Linked DNA regions of Ovis aries: region 2 is linked to region 1. A link is a contact called in public Hi-C data. All regions are on one chromosome and are shown on one strand. The core of a region is the stretch at or near the end of the contact, and the rest is flanking DNA. Distances in the headings are between cores, read along the strand shown. Region 1 overlaps SAE1 (SUMO1 activating enzyme subunit 1). Region 2 holds the start of BBC3 (BCL2 binding component 3).

Evidence for each region. Hi-C and Micro-C count contacts between places; a contact is called where the count stands out from the background.
Region 2: a contact with region 1 is called in a Hi-C map of liver, with 4 times the contacts expected there. The contact joins the promoter of BBC3 here to the enhancer-like site in region 1. A contact is called at or near these places in 13 of 16 Hi-C or Micro-C datasets (blood, hypothalamus, liver and 5 more).

Annotation. Positions count from the first base shown.
Region 1 is chr14:53,958,505-53,961,204 of ARS-UI_Ramb_v3.0, forward strand. All of the region lies in intron 5 of SAE1 (SUMO1 activating enzyme subunit 1), which reads left to right. Among named protein-coding and RNA genes, the nearest start is that of SAE1, 24 kb to the left of the region's middle. Within about 2 kb of position 1,432, at least 15 of the 54 cell types and tissues checked have an H3K27ac peak or open chromatin away from gene starts, as enhancers often do. A contact at or near this core is called in liver, where this site is marked.
Region 2 is chr14:54,012,681-54,015,380 of ARS-UI_Ramb_v3.0, forward strand. It overlaps BBC3 (BCL2 binding component 3), which reads right to left and starts at 1,430. Exons shown (of 4, transcript XM_027978529.3): 1 at 1-1,430.

The DNA of each region.
Region 1 (2,700 bases), core at 182-2,681:
TTTTCCACAGTTCGTTGTGATCTACACAATCAAAGGGTTTAGTGTAGTCAATGAAGAAGAAGTAGATGTTTTTCTGGAGAAAATGTGAACCTAGTGATGCCCAGATGTGATTTTTCAAGAGAGTGAGAAATGTAGATTTTTTTCATATGCTCTGTCTCAGACTTGTTAATGCCAGCAGCCTTTTTGCACGCTGTTCCCTTGCACCGTGTAGAGACTAAAGAGAACGTGTGCCTCCTCACTTACCTGCTCTGTGGGCCAGCAGTTTGAACCTTTGGTGTATGGAGTAGCATAAAGAAGACTGTTGTTGAGCACAAGCCATTACTCTTGTACAGATTTTTTTGCTTTCAAATTGGTAGACAATTTAGTAGGCTCCTTAATGGGCAGGGAGACAGTTTAAACTTGAATTGCTTATTGCTTTTTTAAAATAAAGTTTTTGTTTTTTCCCCACCAAATAACCTTTTAAGAAGAAAGGTCTTGATATTGACAAGTGTTCTCAGGTGTGTATATATATTTTATATATATATATATATTATATATATATTTAATACTGGTATTAAATCACACCCTCTTACAAGTGTGACACTTGGCCTTGGTGTGAAGGGTTTTATGGCTTAAGGGCCTTCTCTGATTGAGGCGGGCCTTTCACGTTCAAATAGAGAGAGCCCTAGCCAGTTAGAGCCCTGAGGCAGCTGGCGAAGTTTCCTGGGAGTCAGACTTCTGGGGAGCCACTTTAGCGAGCTATGAGGAGAATGTGGGCAGCCTGGCAGACCCTGGGTGGCCTCTGCGTACCATTCTGCGGGCTCTTCAGGCACACAGCTCTTTGTGTAGCCTCTTCCTCCACAGGGCCCAATTTGAAGGTATCAAAATATTCCCCAGCTGACATTGTTAGTCAGCTGTTTCACGGGGACAATTCAGGCTTGGATTCCAGCCCTGAGCCGTGAAGGTCGTGAGGCATGCAGGGCATTCCTCATGACAATCTCCGGGATTCCAAACCTTGTCTTTGTGTGGCTGCCCCGGGAGCTGCAGAAGGCTGGGGCCAGGCCGGGGCTCGGCCACCTTGCGAGAATGTGCCGTCTCCATTTTGGCAGTGACTGCTCCACAGTTCCGAAGTTTTCCTCCAATTCAAAAATCCCTGGGTTTAGATTCTGCCCTTTCAACTAGTTGGGCTATGCTCTCAGCCTTGCAGGATGGGGGTGGGGAAGCAGCCACTTCCTGTTTCCTGTGAAAGGCTTCTGGTGAGGGTTCCCTTCCCCTCCCCCCTTTCCTTAGGTTCAACCCTATGTTGTACACCCACTTGTGCTTGAAGGTACACATTGTGCTCCGAAATTAGAAACGTTAAAAAACAAAGAGGAAAAACAGAGCTGTGGTTTTCACACCGTCTAGGAAGATGCTTGGCCAGGCCTTTCTAGCACCTGTGCGAAGGTGAGAACTACAGTGGCGGGCAGATGCCCAGCCCAGAGACTGGTGCTCAGGACACTGTGTGCTTCCTTTGGTGCCCAGGAGGAGTCATCAGAGAGATTTCCCCAGAAACAGGTCTTGGGCACAGGCATGAAGTGGGTACCATATACAGCACGTAAAGGAGATGGCAGCGGTTTTATGATGAGGAAGTGTCTGGAAAGGTTTCCCTGAGGAAGAGTTGTTAGAGTTGAAATGTGAAGAACAGTCTTGCAAGCACCCAAGCCAGGATCAGCAGCCAGTCACAGGAAACAGGGTCAAGAAAAAGCTCAGATGTTGAGACAGAACGACTCTGACTTCCTGGCTCCAAACAGCCAGTTCTTTCTGTATCTGTGAGTTGCAAAATGCCTACTGTGTACAAGGCACTGCATCGGGTGCAGGGAAGTACGTTAGTTGTCTTATCTCCATTTACAGCAGACCCTGAAGCCCGGAGAAGTTAAGGGACCTGCCTGAGATCACACAGCTGTGTCAGAGGAAGGACTGGGTGGGCTTCCCTGGTGGCTCAGATGGTAAAGAATCTGCCTACACTGCAGGAGACCTGAGTTCGATTCCTGGGTCAAGAAGACCCCCTGGAGAAGGGAATGGCAACTCACTCCAGTATTCTTGCCTGGAGACTCCCATAGACAGAGGAGCCTGGCGGCTACAGTCCATGGGGTCACAATGAGTCAGACATGACTGAGGGGCTGACACAGGGAGGGGAGAACACGGGCGGTGGCCGAGGGTGCAGGGGCGCTTTATCACCACAAGGCGCTGCCCCTTGGAGTTTCCAGGATGACTTGAAGTTGGGTGAGGATGCCAGGCTGAAGTATGTGAAAATCAGGGTCACTTCTGAAAACTTTCAGGATGAATGACCGCCAGTGTGCTCCCATGTTGCTGCCCGTGTTTCTTTATTGTTAGGGGGCTGCCGGACAGGAGTGGGTAGATTCTTGGGGGTGGATACTCTCTGTGATAGCTTTTTAAAGATTAAACATAAAGATTTGCTTCTGACATGCTAAGAAATAGACTTAATTTTACCCCTTCTGAAGTAGTGGGTGACTAATTTTGGCCCTGGAAGTCCCTTTTTCATGAATTAGTTGTGAAATTCCACAGTTGAAGAGTGATTCATTGCTTTGATTTCTCCTTTCTGAGCCATTTATTTGTTGACAACTCGCATCCTCCTCTCAGCCCCATCTTTACAGCCACATTCCTGGTGGCTGGCTAGTGGCTCCACCTCTCCTTTGGCACGTTGATGGCAGCACCCGTTGC
Region 2 (2,700 bases), core at 180-2,679, 54 kb after region 1:
TGAGAACCACTGGCTAAAAGAAAGTCACCAGAACCTCCATAACTGAGGCCCATTCCCCTCTCCCCCAAGAATGCACAGAATTTCACCAAGGAGCTGATGCTCTGTGGACTTGATGGCCTGACCTAGAATCCCCAGCTCTGCCACCTTCGGGCTGTGTGACTCTGGGCAAGTGGTCCCATCTCTGTTCCTCGATTAATTTCCTCACCTGTGAGTTGGGACAGCACAGGTCCCTAGTCAGAGGATTCTTCTGAGTAAGAAGGTCAGTAAAAATAAAGCACTGGGCTCTAATGGGTCCTTCACACATCATTTCTCTGTGTGGGGGAGCTATTGATTCTCTGAGAATCCAGAGAAGGTCTTCCAGCTAAGACCCTCAGGTTGGGGCAGGGGTTTCAAGTCCGGCCTGTGGGCCAGCCATTAGTGTGTTTCACTGGCTGGCACAGTTTCTCATTTTGAATATTTTCTTTATTTGGCTGCACTGGGTCTTTAGTTGTAGCATGTGAGACCTAGCACCCCGACCAGACCAGGGATAGAACCTGGGCCTCCTGCCTTGGGAGTGCAGAGTCAGCCACCGAGCCACCCGGGAGGTCCCTCATTTGGACTATTAATGCCTCTCAAAGGGACAGTCAACACAGTGAAGATATACACCATCCAGATTTTGGAGCCAGGCTGCCTAGGTTCAAACGATGACCTTGAGGAAGTAGCTTCCTCCTTCTGCGCCTCAGTTTCCCCACGTGTACAAAGACGATCGCCATAGGACCCCAACTTCAATGTGAAGATTAATCAGTGAATTCCGATTTGTAACGCAGGTAGGACAGTATCGTATAGGGCAGTGCTGGGCTCCATGCGAAGTGCTGGGTGAAGAAAAACAACGTCCCAGCTAGTTTACTGAGGACCCGCAACCTGCCCCGGTATCTTGAATGCCGTTCCAGGGAAGTAGATTTCTCAGCACCGGAGAGGGAGTTGGAAAGGACTTAACTTTTCAGAGCAGGCTGTGAGTCCTGGCTTTCCGCGGTGGGGAGGGGGGCCTCCCGGGTCCCCTCGGTGCGGCCGGCCTCTCAGGCCCCGGGGCTGGACTGGAGCCGGGTGGGGGCTGGGCGGGGGCGCCGGTGTCCGCAGGGTCCGAGCGGCCGGCGCGTGTGAAGGTTACCGCTCCCCGGCGGGGCGGGGGCCGCGCGCTGTTGCTGGGGTCTGCGGGGCCTGCCCGCGCCCGCGCCCCCCCTCCTTCCCGGCCAGCCAGTGAGCGGTACCCGCCGCCGTTGCCAGGGGAAACTCGCCGCCCCGTTACCCAGCAACAAGCCTGGCCCAACCAGGCGCGAGGACCCCCCAGGCCCCGCCCGCCGCTGCCCACCGCGTGCCCAATGCCAGGCGGGCAGAGCCGGCCCGGCTCCCGGAGACGGCGAGCGCGCTCATTGGCCGCCGCCGCGCCTGCCCGCCCGCCCGGATCTTGGGGAGCCCTCGGCGCGGGGGGCGGGGAGGCGGGCCCCGGGGAGCTGCCGGGCTCACTGCCTGCAAGCCTGCGGCAGGCTGGGGTGAGGCCTGGGCTGGGCACTGCCGCCCCCCCCCCCCCCCCCCCCCCCCCCCCCCCCCACCCCCCCGGCCCTCACCGTAACTCGCACTCCCTGACGAGGATGGGCACTTAGGATGGGCTGGAAATAGGGGCCGCGCATCCCGTCCCTCCCCAGGACGGCACGCTGGAGTCGGCCTTGTGGAAACAGCTAGCAAGCCTCCCCTTCTCAGAGGGAGACCTGGGCATCCTGACTCCGCAAAGATAGGAGCTGGTTGTCTGCACATGCCCCCACCCCCACCTCAGACCCTCCCCAAACAGGATTTAGGCATCTTGACTTTAAAAAAACACAGGGGCTGGGGAATCTCTCCCAGAAAAAGATCCCATAAAAATAGGGGTCTCCCCTTCTCCTCAAAGGACTCAGGCATGCCCTGTCTTGTGACAACGAGCATATGAACCCCCCACCAAGGGATGCTAGTTTCCCAGTCCCTGGAAAGAAGCATTCAGGCTGCCCCCAGAGGGAACCCAGGCAGGTCGGCTTCTGAGAAAGTTAGAACTGAGCTCCCCACCCCCACAGGAAGCAGAGACTCTGGTCTTTGGGCCCTCAGGCAACGAGATGTCTCAGAGTCCGTGGGCATCCTGGCGCCTCACCATACTGATTCTGGGAGACCCCACAGATACACCAGTTACTAGACCCTCAGGTGTCCAGTTCATCCAGACTACCACCTACCCAGCCCCAAGGGGTAGGCTGCGAGCGAGCTCGCCTCCCCTCCGAGTCATTTTCCCCAGGGTCTAGCTTGTTGATCTACCAGGTCGCAGGCATCTGACCCCACAGCCACGCCCTCTGCTCCCTGGCACTCAACCTCCCCCCTCCCCCCACCACGCACATGCCGGGAACCCAGGAGTGAAGCCCCAAGTGTCACAGAGCCTCCCCTCCTCCAGTCACCTGGCGAGGTGACCCAGCCCCTCACAGTGTGCAGGGGGTCCCTTCCAAGTCCTGGGGCCCTGGGATGCCCAGGACCCTAGGTCTGGTAGATCCTGGCTCCCAGTGCTCTTAGTTGGCCACCAGGGATCCGGGACCGCGAGCCTGCAGCCCCAAGGGACCCTGATGTGAGCGCCCAGGCTACTCCAGAGAGGCTCAGATTCCTCAGTCCTCACCCCCAGGAGACCCAGGCAGCCAAGCCCCCAGCTCCAGA